2 separate regions of the Macaca mulatta genome follow, and region 2 is linked to region 1. Evidence: chromatin contacts called from public Hi-C data. All regions are on one chromosome and are shown on one strand. Each heading gives the region's core, a stretch centred on a gene start, on an enhancer-like site or on the middle of the called end of the contact. The rest is flanking DNA. Distances are from core to core; before and after follow the strand shown.

The links. Hi-C and Micro-C count contacts between places; a contact is called where the count stands out from the background.
Region 2: a Hi-C map of fetal cortical plate shows a contact between it and region 1, with 3 times the contacts expected there. The contact joins the promoter of FZD8 here to the promoter of CREM in region 1. A contact is called at or near these places in 2 of 14 Hi-C or Micro-C datasets (fetal cortical plate and liver).

The regions. Positions count from the first base shown.
Region 1 is chr9:36,533,098-36,539,215 of T2T-MMU8v2.0, reverse strand. CREM (cAMP responsive element modulator) reads right to left here and starts at 3,214. Exons shown (of 4, transcript XM_077946243.1): 1 at 3,110-3,214.
Region 2 is chr9:37,043,620-37,049,737 of T2T-MMU8v2.0, reverse strand. FZD8 (frizzled class receptor 8) reads left to right here and starts at 2,428. Exons shown (of 1, transcript XM_015146845.3): 1 at 2,428-6,118. The coding sequence starts at 3,287. The coding sequence ends at 5,368.

The DNA of each region.
Region 1 (6,118 bases), core at 1,965-4,464:
AATTATTTAAAATGTTCATTTCTACCTATTGCGTAATGAGATACATCTTTCCTAAAATGGGTGGTTTTTTGTTTGTTTGTTTTGTTTCTGAGACAGAGTTTCGCTCCTGTTGCCCAGGCTGGAGTGCAATGGCTTGATCTCGCCTCACTGCACCTTCTGCCTTCTGGGTTCAAGCGATTCTCCAGCCTTGCCAGCCTCAGCCTGCTGAGTAGCTGGAATTACAGGCATGGGCCACCATGCCCAGCTAATTTTGTATTTTTAATAGAGACAGGGTTTCTCCATGTTGGTTAGGCTGGTCTTGAACTCCCGACCTCAGGTGATCCGCCTGCCTCAGCCTCCCAAAATGCTGGGATTACAGGCATGAGCCTCCACACCCAGCCTAAAATGGGTATTTTTTTAAGTTCCTGTGTTGATGATATCAAAACTGTATTCAATGTACAATAATAATTCTTTTCAAAGCTGACTTTTACATACGGAATCCATCAGTTTACTTAAGTAGAAACAATAAAATTCGGCATTTCAGGCTTATTTCCTTATCAATGTTGATAAGGAAATATAAAAATACTGGTTCTAAAACTGCTCTAAAAAATAGCGTCTCTCAGTGGTTCAGCTATTACTTGCACTGCTCAGTTTTAAGAAGTCTGTCTAAAAGGAACAGGACATTTGAGAGCTCTTCAGTAGGACTATCCACTTCAACAATAAACCTAGCTCAATCTTCTGACCCAATACTTAATTTGCAGGGAATACAACTTGGGAGAAAATACAACTTCAGAAACATATCTCTATATTGGTAAAGATTCAGTCAGGATTCCTTATGTACGTTAATAATGCAAAACTTTTCCCTACTATTCATGAAATGGTCATAACCCTAAGCAAGATTTTGTATTTTGATTACGCAGTGACTCACCTGAGCATGAAACTGGAATACAGCCTATTAACTATGGATTCGAGAGTTTAAAATTCAGAAAGTAGGAGTAAATTTCATTAACTTTCACGGACAATGCAAAAACAAAAAGACTAAAAATAAAAATGTCCTCTGTATTTACGCATTAAATAAAAATTTATTCATATACTGTCACCAAAATATGTACACAAACATCACCGTAATTACAACTTCACACTCACCAAAATGATTCCACATCCATCACCAACTCACTGGGAAAGTATGTGTTATATTCATCTATTTACAGATTCGCCAAAGTCGTGTGTATACTGACGATGCTTTAAGTGTTTACTCATTCAGGATCAAAACCATTTTAATATATTTGTTAAAGTTGTGTCGGGATCAATACATAGTTCTTTAAACATCAGTTTTAATACTTAGCATTTATTGGCCAAACATATTGCGTGCAAGCCTTCCTTTGGGAAAAAAATTACTTTAGATTGAAAGACTTTAAGACTACTATGACTTAGGAAGGGAAAGTTTGTTATCCAAAAACAGAATCAAGACTAAGAAAAAAAGGCAGGGTGCGATGGCTCACGCCTGTAATCCCAGCACTTTGTGAGGCCGAAGCGGGCGGATCACTAGGTCAGGAGATCGAGACCATCCTGGCTAACACAGTGAAATCCCGTCCCTACTAAAAATACAAAACATTAGCCAGGCGTGGTGGCGGGCGCCTGTAGTCTCAGCTACTCGGGAGGCTGAGGCAGGAGAATGGCATGAACCCAGGATGCGGAGCTTGCAGTGAGCCGAGATCGTGCCACTGCACTCCAGCCTGGGCGCCAGAGCATAGACCCTGTCTCAAAAAAAAAAAAAAAAAAAAAAAAAAAAAAAAAAAACCAGGAAAAAAACGTGGTGCTCAAAGCAAAAGCAAAACAAAACAGCGTGGTTTATTAATGTAATCTGATACAATGTTCATAGCGGACCTCTCACTGTTCAATCTAGGTTTTTGTGTCAAGGGAAAGGTGCACTCTCATCCGCCCGGCAAATTAAATAGAAAAGAAAACTGAGTCGCGTACATAAACCACACTGTTAAACGGGCTCTTTCAGTTTCAATGACACTTTGAGACTGGCCTTGTAAGTCACAATTTCTTAAAATGTGATTACAAACTGACAGCTGCTTCACTGAGCAGCATGCAGAAAACCCCTAAGTGATTTCAAACTCAGGTATCTGATATACAAATAAAACGCAACAGGATTAAGAAACATGTTGAGGCTGGGCGCGGTGGCTCACGCCTGTAATCCCAGCACTTTGGGAGGCCGAGGTGGGTGGAAAGTCAGGAGTTCGAGACCAGCCTGACCAACATGGTAAAAGCCCCAGCTCTACTAAAAATACAAAAATTAGCCAGGCGTGGTGCCGCATGCCTGTAATCCCAGCTACTCGGAAGGCTGAAGCAAGAGAATCGCTCGAACCCAGCAGGCAGACGCTGCAGTGAGCTGAGATCATGCCGCTCGCTGCATTCCAGCCTGGGTAACAGAGCAAAACTGTCTCAAAAAAAAAAAAAAAGAAGCATGTTTAATAATGTGTTTATTCCCCAAATTCAGCAGGCTCTGGAAACCTTACCAGATGGCCCTAAAAAGGTAAGACTCAGACAGAAGGGAAAATGCGCCATTCGAGAGCGGTCGCGGCTCTGCCCTTCCCTCTCCTGAGATTGCCCGCGCCCGGGACCGAATGACTCAGCTACGAGGCCCTCCGGCCGGGTTTTGGGAAAAACGGGCTGCGTTCGCTGAAGTTTGAACTGAGCTCGCAAAGTGGGGCAGAGGCGCTGTGGGCACTGAAATCCGAAGTCCTTACTTCTGGCTTCCTTTTCCTTTTCCGAGTTAAACCGCTCCCCTGAGCCGCAAGGCTCTCTCAGGGCGGATTTTCCAACTCGTCCCAAGTTCGCGAGGAGGCAGGCGGGTCCCGGGGCAGCTGAGCTGACCAAGCGGGCGTGGGCCGAGAAGGCAGCGGCCACGGGGGCGCCAAGCGAGGGGCCGCGTCAGGTGAACTCGCGGCTTCCCCGCCAAACCTCCGCCCGGCTCCGGGGTCCCGGCCCGCCACCCACGGCTCCGCTCGGCCTCCGCTGCTCCACCGCCCCCGGCTCCGCTCCGCCTCCTGCCTCCACCTCCGCCTCCTGCGCCGCGTCGCCGGCTGCTGGGTCTCGGGGCCGGGGCTGGCGCACCACTTACCCGCCGCAAAGGGATTTACGTAGCGGACCTCGTCACTGATTACGGACGCGAGGAGGTGGAGACGGCGAGCCCGACCGCCGCTCAGCAGCGGCGCCGCCGCCCAGCAACCCGGCGCCGGCAGCGGCCCCACGTAGTCCCCACGTCAGCTCTGATGCGGTAGCCGCGGCCTCCCTGCCGACCCCGGACCAAAAGTAGCGCTGCAGCCGACGGAACCGCGTCCTCCCGCCCCGCCCTCCCCTCCCCCACGCCGGGACGGCCTCCCGGGGGACGCCCCGAGGAAAAAATCCAGGCTCGAACTCCGCCCCCTGCCGGCCGCCAGCAGGAGTGAGGCGCCACAATCCAACAATGAAATGGAACGGGGGAGGGGCGGCGGGAAGGAGCGGATCAGGGGGCGGGGCCTAGGGGTGGGGAGAAGTAAGGTCAGGGGGCGGGGCCAAGAGGAGGAACTAGCCTGGAGGTGGGGCGGAAGGTAGGGGCCGGGGGAAGGCTGGAAATCGAAAGCTGGCCTTGCCGCGCCGCGCCGCGCGTGCGCCGGAAGTCCAATGATTTGTCAGCCAGAGTAACGGCTGTCGCCAGGTCCTCAGGGTCTCGAGGTTAGTTTCTTCCTAAAGCCGCCAACCCCAAGCCAAGATCCGCGAGCGTCTCACCTCTATCCAGGCCGGACTGCAGTGGTGTGATCTCGGCTCTGCAACGTCTATCTCCCCAGGCTCAAGTGATCCTCCCGCCTCAGCCTCCTGAGTAGCTGGGACTACGGGCGTGCTTCTTCTGACTTTTAAAAGCTGTCTACATGCCTTAACTAGAGGCCCTTTTCCTCTGTCTTCACAGCCAGTCACAGCTGGTTGAGTCCTTCTCCAAAGGAAGCTTGAGCTCCTGAGACAATTCACCTGCTTCTTAGGGTCGTTTCTTGCAGTTTATCCCAGTGTTTGGCTGGAAATGCTCCGCATGCCGGGCGCGCTGGCTCAGGCCTGTAATCCCAACACTTCGGGAGGCCAAGGTGGGAGGATCGCTTGAGCCCAGGAGACCAGCCTAGGGAACACAGTGAGACCCCATCTCTCTTTTTTTTTTTTTAAGATTAGAAAGGTCGGCCTGGGGCTCACGCCTGTAATCCCAGCATTTTGGGAGGCAGACATGGGCAGATCACTTGAGGTCAGGAGCAGCCTGGCCAACATGGTGAAACCCCATCTCTACTAAAAATACAAAAATTAGCCGGGAGTGGTGGCAGACACCTGTAGTCCCAGCTGCTTGGGAGGCTAAGGCAAGAGAATCGCTTGAACCTGGGAGGTCAAGGCTGCAGTGAGCTGAGAGATCGTTCCACTGCACTCCAGCCTGGGTGACAGAGCAAGGCTCCATCTCAAAAAAAAAAAAAAAATTAATGAGATGTCAGGAATAAAGAATAGCAGCATGGTTATAGAGTACAGTAGGTCATCACTTAACGATAGGTTCTTAGAAACCATGATTTTTAGCCTAACAACTTACAGCAGGTCCACAAAAAAACATTTCATTCAATGTTGTCTTCATTTCATTATAATATTGATGACAAAAATCGGTTTCATTGTACATTGTTTAACTGAAAACGAGTTTCTAAGAAGCTATTGACAATGTTAAGTGAGGATTTATTGTATTCTTTCATATCAGTTACTGTAGTGTCAGTGTTTTCATAATTTTCACTGAGCAGGACCTAATCTAAATCCAATCTGAACCTTTGTTCAAATCTAATTTTCATAGGTCAAAGGGAATTGTGTCCACAACAATTGTCTGTGTAACAGAAGTTCATATGAATCAAAAAAAATCAAAGGAACGGCAATTTCTTATTTGCAAAGTATTTTCTCTACTGTTTCCTTTCTTGTCAGTATTTTACTCCCATATGTATGTAGTCTTAATTATAAAATTCAGAAAGCACAAACCATATTTTTTTGTTCATCTGGTTTTTTTACAAAGATCAGTACTAGAGGTGAGATACACATACTTATAAGCCCATCAGTTCATGGCCTCTGCTATCCCCTTGACATAAGATGTAATAGACTTAAAAAACCATGCAGTTGGATCTGGGTTTAAATGTATGCTTGTTAGCTGTGGGCAAGTTTCATATCCTCTTAAGGGAAGCATAAGATTTTAAAATGGGAAGAAAAATAGTACCTACCTGTTAGGGTTATTATAGATTTTAAAAAAACATCTGCCATAAGATAAGTACTTAAAAACCTAGTCATGTTTGTGTTAGTCCAGTGTCTAGCTTTTGGGGCTCCTCACCTAGGTGACAGTTAATTCTCTGGTGGGGAGGGACAAGTAGGTCACCTACTTTTCTGAGAAAATACAGGCTGTCAGTCACACCCTTATCCTCCCTCCTCACTTCAAAATAACTTCAACTTTCCCTCCCTTTCTGGGTCGGGAGGAGCGCCTCTTTTCCTTTCCAAATCCAACTGTAAGTTAGATGTCATTTCTTTCCCATATCAGATCTTGCTGAATTACCACGAGTATACCTGCAGCTTTTTTCGTCCTCTTGGCTCCTTCATTCCCTACAAATGTGTATCTTGCCTCTTGAAAACTGTTGGCACTGCTAACCCTATAAGGAAGGCCACAGAGTTGCCAATTCCAGGTTGTACATTTACATTTCATTTTTTGCCCATTTGCTTACTGCTCCATCCCTTGCCATCCCCTCACCATCAGATTTCTCAAGAGAGGAAGGCAAGGCAGGGGCTGTATTCACTTCCTCACCACCCACTCGTTTGTTATTTCCTGCCAAATTTTTGCTCTCTTCCCTCTCTTTTTTTTTTTTTTTTTTTTTTGAGACGGGGAGTCTCGCTGTGTCACCCAGGCTGGAGTGCAGTGGCGCGATCTCGGCTCACTGCAAGCTCCGCCTCCCGGGTTTACGCCATTCTCCTGCCTCAGCCTCCTGAGTAGCTGGGACTACAGGCGCCCGCCACCACGCCCGGCTAGTTTTTTGTATTTTTAGTAGAGACGGGGTTTCACCATGTTAGCCAGGATGGTCTCGATCTCCTGACTTCGTGATCC
Region 2 (6,118 bases), core at 1,179-3,678, 510 kb before region 1:
GTCTTTGGGGCTCTGCCTGCACTGCTGCGCTCAGATCAGCACTGGAACCTCCCGCAATTACCTGCAGCTGATGCGCTCTGGAGACTCGCCCTCTGGAAACAAGGTGCCAACGGCAGAGATAGCGACTTTCTACATTCACCATACAAGTGGGAATTCAGATTTGCAGGAGGTGGGAAAGGAAAAAAAATTTGTAATCAAGTAAAGGTCTAGTCTGCATTTTTGAATAGCCCGTTTTCTGCTGAATCAGAAATATTTCTGAAGCCTTTGAATTCCTAATTCCTACGGACTTTAGTTTTTCCAAAACAAAAGTGGGAAGGAAGTGTTGCTTTTCAGTATAAAGAGGTTCAACTAGACCAAAACTAAAAAAAATAAAAAAATAGTGGGGTATAACTAAAGATTGGTGGATATGTCTAGAACACAGAACTTGCCAAAAACGGGGCGCTGGGGCAGGGTGCGGTCTGACAGTCTACTTGTAACATGTTTCATAATGAGGTTGCTAACTGAGCTACAGAAAGCAAGAGGAGAAAGACATAGATGCCATCAGCTCAAGCAATCTACAAATACTGCTGGTTATTTTTGTTTTATGACAAGAGTTGTTTCTGAACGGACAACCACCAACTACCACCACCACCAGCAGCGCCCCGAAAACCGGAACTGGCCTCAAATGTGCCTTTAATTGTTTTGCTCTGTCCCCACGCCCTCTGCAACTTTTGTTCTCCAACTGTACTTGTTCCGGTGTGAAACCTGGCAAATAGCAAAAATCTTGAAACAAGAACAGAGTGAGAGAACGGAGAGAAAAGGGAGGGAGGAAAGGAGAGAGAGAAGGGGAAGGGGAGAAGGGAGGAGGGAGAGAAAGAGGTGGGAGAGGGAGGGGGAGAGAGAGAGAGAGAAGAGGTGGGGAGAGAGAGAGGGAAGAAGACAGAAGAGAGGGAGGGAGGAAGAGGGAGACGGAGATGGGGAGAAGGGAGGAGGGAGGGAGGGAGGTGGTGGTGGGGGGGGAGAGAGAGAGAGAGAGAGAGAGAGAGAGAGAGAGAGAGAGAGAGAGAGAGAGAAACATATTCTACCACCCTCCTGGCTAACTGAAATGCTTGTTCCCGAGATTACAGTAATTACTGCCCCAGCATGAGTTCCATACAAGCGCTAAATGAAACAGCACATCAATTAAAAAATAAACACTCCATTCCAGGAGAAAGACAGCCCCCTGGGACGCCCTAACAAGCGTAAATGAACCTGCCAGGCCGCCGGCCCGGGCCGCCCGCAGCCCCCCTCCCGGTCGGTCTTAAGGTGGCTGCGGAGCCGGCGGGGACCGTGTTCGCTGGCGGTGGCCCAAGCGGCTGCTAAAAGCAGCCCGGGTCCGGCTCCGGCCTCGTGCAGAGCGCAGATACGTGTCCCGGAGTCCGCGCCAGAGCGCAGCGCCGCCTCCCACCAGAGAAAAGGAGGCTCTGGCAAAAGCCTGTGAACTTGGGATGGATGAATAGACGTCCTGAAAGAACCAAGCGAAGGCAGGGAATCCAGCCCCAGAGTTTCCAGTCTGTCCTATTTATAAGTTTCGGGGTTTGTTTTGATTTTTAAAAAGAAATAGAATGTTTTTTCCTAAGAAAGCACGGCGTCCCGGGGCTTTCTATATTTTATCTCACCTAATTATCAAAGCCCCCTTAGAGATCTGTGCTATGATCACCCAACTCTCGAGGTGGGGAAACTGAGGCTCCCCCGGGTCACGCAGCGGAGGCGGGAGAAAAGTCTCAGGCGGGCATTTGTCCCCCGCGCCCCTCGCGCGCCCAAGGCTGGGCTCCGGGGCATCTCACCTGGGCCGTCCTGGGTCCAGCTCCAGTTTAGAATGACTCCACTCCTCCCCCCCCAACCCCCACATCTCCAAGCCTCAGAAACCATCGTTCTGAGAACCCCAAGGAGGACACCCGTTCCCGGGTCTTCTGCAGCGCCAAGCCCCGGCAGACCGCCCCGGCAGACCGCCCCGGCAGGCCTCCCCTGCACTCGCCTGCTGCGGGACCTCCGCGCCGCCCGGAGGAGTGCGAGACCCCCGCCGCCCGCAGATCACCCGCATTCGCGGAGGGTGGCAGCAGGGGCCTGGCTGGTTTGAAACGCGGCGAAGAGGCGTGCGCTACACCAAACCCCGTCCCTGTCCCCAAGGGCAGACTCGGGGAAAGGGCACCAAGACCTCAGACGCACTCAGCGCCATGGGGACAGCCGTGGCCAACACTCTGTCTCTGCGGCCAATCCCAAGGTTACCAAAACTCTCCATCCGCAGAGAACGCGCACAGCGGTGCGGACACTCGGGGACTGCCTTAAGGAAGGCTGAGCCCTGGGAGCGCGTGGACTCCGCCCCGCCGCCCGGCGATTGGCTCGCGGGGCTGGGGGCGGAGACCGAGTCCGCGCTGTATAAATATTCATGAGCCGGCCGCGCGGCTTGAGCGGGGCTGGAGCCGGGAAGTTGGGCGAAGGGCGCTGCTCCCGCCGAGGAGGAGGAGGAGGCGGCGGCGGCGGCTGGGCGCGGGCCGCGCCACTCAGGTGTCCGCTCCGCCTTCCGGTCTGGATTTGCTCCTGGGTGTCCAGCAGGAAGGAGACTGCGTGCGCCTCGCCCGACTGCGGACGGAGCGCGGCGCTGACTTTTCCTGGTGGCGGGGGTCCGTCTGTCCAGGGGGCTGACGGACGAAGGACGGACGCCGGAGAAAGAGGGCGGCGGCCTGGGCCGAGGCGGGTCCCCAACTCCGGCGGCGGCGGTGGCGCGGCCTTGGGGGCGGGCATGAGCCCCCGGGGGCTAAGCGGTGGCCTCCAGGGCTGACCCGGCGCGGCGAACGGCCGGGCCCAGCCATCTTGACTGCGCACCGCGGCCCGAGAGGAAACTTGCAGCGCCGCCGCCCTCTGTGCCCGGCGGAGTCACCGCCGCCCAGCGCGGCGGGGAGAAGTGGTCGGGCGCGCGGAGAGGAGGCGAGCGAGCGCGGGACGATGAGCCGAAGCCCGGACGCTCTGCGCCGCGAGGGCTGAGCGCGACCTGGGGCGAGCAGAGAGGACCTTCGGACTGTGGCGCGCGCCTGCGACCGCCTTCAAATCCCAGGAGCGGCGGAAAGGAGTGCGGAAGGGCCCTGCCGAGGCTGCGACGCGCCCCTACGAGGGGCTAGATTATCAGCAGACTCCTCTCCCGGGCGAGGCATAAGGGAGATCCCAGATCACCGGCTTTCCCCGTCTCCGGCTCTCTCGTGCCCCCTCCCCTCCGGCACCCTTCTGAGCGCCGCCTGGAGGGCGAGGGCACCGGGCCGAGGCGCACAGCATGGAGTGGGGTTACCTGTTGGAAGTGACCTCGCTGCTGGCCGCCTTAGCGCTGCTGCAGCGCTCTAGCGGCGCGGCGGCCGCCTCGGCCAAGGAGCTGGCGTGCCAAGAGATCACCGTGCCGCTGTGTAAGGGCATCGGCTACAACTACACCTACATGCCCAACCAGTTCAACCACGACACGCAGGACGAGGCGGGCCTGGAGGTGCACCAGTTCTGGCCGCTGGTGGAGATCCAGTGCTCGCCCGACCTCAAGTTCTTCCTGTGCAGCATGTACACGCCCATCTGCCTGGAGGACTACAAGAAGCCGCTGCCGCCCTGCCGCTCGGTGTGCGAGCGCGCCAAGGCCGGCTGCGCGCCGCTCATGCGTCAGTACGGCTTCGCCTGGCCCGACCGCATGCGCTGCGACCGGCTGCCCGAACAGGGCAACCCTGACACGCTGTGCATGGACTACAACCGCACCGACCTCACCACCGCCGCGCCCAGCCCCCCGCGCCGCCTGCCGCCGCCGCCGCCCGGCGAGCAGCCGCCCTCGGGCAGCGGCCACGGCCGCCCGCCGGGGGCCAGGCCCCCGCACCGCGGCGGCGGCAGGGGCGGTGGCGGCGGGGACGCGGCGGCGCCCCCAGCTCGCGGTGGCGGCGGTGGCGGGAAGGCGCGGCCCCCTGGCGGCGGCGCGGCTCCCTGCGAGCCCGGGTGCCAATGCCGCGCGCCCATGGTGAGCGTGTCCAGCGAGCGCCACCCGCTCTACAACCGCGTCAAGACAGGCCAGATCGCCAACTGCGCGCTGCCCTGCCACAACCCCTTCTTCAGCCAGGACGAGCGCGCCTTCACGGTCTTCTGGATCGGCCTGTGGTCGGTGCTCTGCTTCGTGTCCACCTTCGCCACCGTCTCCACCTTCCTCATTGACATGGAGCGCTTCAAGTACCCAGAGCGGCCCATCATCTTTCTCTCGGCCTGCTACCTCTTCGTGTCAGTGGGCTACCTAGTGCGCCTGGTGGCGGGCCACGAGAAGGTGGCGTGCAGCGGCGGCGCGCCGGGCGCGGGGGGCGCGGGGGGCGCGGGCGGCGCGGCGGCGGGCGCGGGCGCGGCGGGCGCGGGCGCGGGCGGCCCGGGCGGGCGCGGCGAGTACGAGGAGCTGGGCGCGGTGGAGCAGCACGTGCGCTATGAGACCACCGGCCCCGCGCTGTGCACCGTGGTCTTCTTGCTAGTCTACTTCTTCGGCATGGCCAGTTCCATCTGGTGGGTGATCTTGTCGCTCACGTGGTTTCTGGCGGCCGGCATGAAGTGGGGCAACGAAGCCATCGCCGGCTACTCGCAGTACTTTCACCTGGCCGCATGGCTCGTGCCCAGCGTTAAGTCCATAGCGGTGCTGGCGCTCAGCTCGGTGGACGGCGACCCAGTGGCGGGCATCTGCTACGTGGGCAACCAGAGCCTGGACAATCTGCGCGGCTTCGTGCTGGCGCCGCTGGTCATCTACCTCTTCATTGGCACCATGTTCCTGCTGGCCGGCTTCGTGTCGCTCTTCCGCATCCGCTCAGTCATCAAGCAGCAGGACGGCCCCACCAAGACGCACAAGCTGGAGAAGCTGATGATCCGCCTGGGCCTGTTCACCGTGCTCTACACCGTGCCCGCGGCAGTGGTGGTCGCCTGCCTTTTCTACGAGCAGCACAACCGCCCGCGCTGGGAGGCCACGCACAACTGCCCGTGCCTGCGGGACCTACAGCCTGACCAGGCGCGCAGGCCCGACTACGCCGTCTTCATGCTCAAGTACTTCATGTGCCTAGTGGTGGGCATCACCTCGGGCGTGTGGGTCTGGTCCGGCAAGACGCTGGAGTCCTGGCGCTCCCTGTGCACCCGCTGCTGCTGGGCCAGTAAGGGCGCCGCAGTGGGCGGGGGCGCGGGCGCCACGGCCGCTGGGGGCGGCGGCGGGCCGGGGGGCGGTGGCGGCGGGGGGCCCGGCGGCGGGGGACCAGGCGGTGGCGCGGGCTCTCTCTACAGCGACGTCAGCACCGGCCTGACGTGGCGGTCGGGCACGGCCAGCTCCGTGTCTTATCCAAAGCAGATGCCATTGTCCCAGGTCTGAGCGGAGGGGAGGCGGCGCCCAGGAGGGGTGGGGAGGGGGGCGAGGAGACCAAGTGCAGCGAAGGGACACTTGATGGGCTGAGGTTCCCACCCCTTCACAGTGTTGATTGCTATTAGCATGATAATGAACTCTTAATGGTATCCATTAGCTGGGACTTAAATGACTCACTTAGAACAAAGTACCTGGCATTGAAGCCTCCCAGACCCAGCCCCTATTCCTCCATTGATGTGCGGGGAGCTCCTCCCGCCACGAGTTAATTTCTGTTGGCTGAGGAGGGTGGACTCTGCGGCGTTTCCAGAACCCGAGGTTTGGAGCCCTCCCTGGCTGCACTTGGCTGGGTTTGCAGTCAGATACCCAGATTTCACCTGGGAGAACCTCTTTTTCTCCCTCGACTCTCTTACGTAAACTCCCACCCCTGACTTACCCTGGAGGAGGGGTGACCGCGACCTGATGGGATTGCACGGTTTGGGTATTCTTAATGACCAGGCAAATGCCTTAAGTAAACAAACAAGAAATGTCTTAATTATACACCCCAAGTAAATACGGGTTTCTTACATTAGAGGATGTATTTATATAATTATTTGTTAAATTGTAAAAAAAAAAAAAAAAAAAACTGTAAAATATGTATATATCCAAAGATATACAGTGTGTACATGATTTTGTAAAAAGTTTAGAGGCTTACCCCTGTAAGAACAGATATAAGTATTATATTTTGTCAATAAAATGACTTTTGATAAATGATTTAACCAT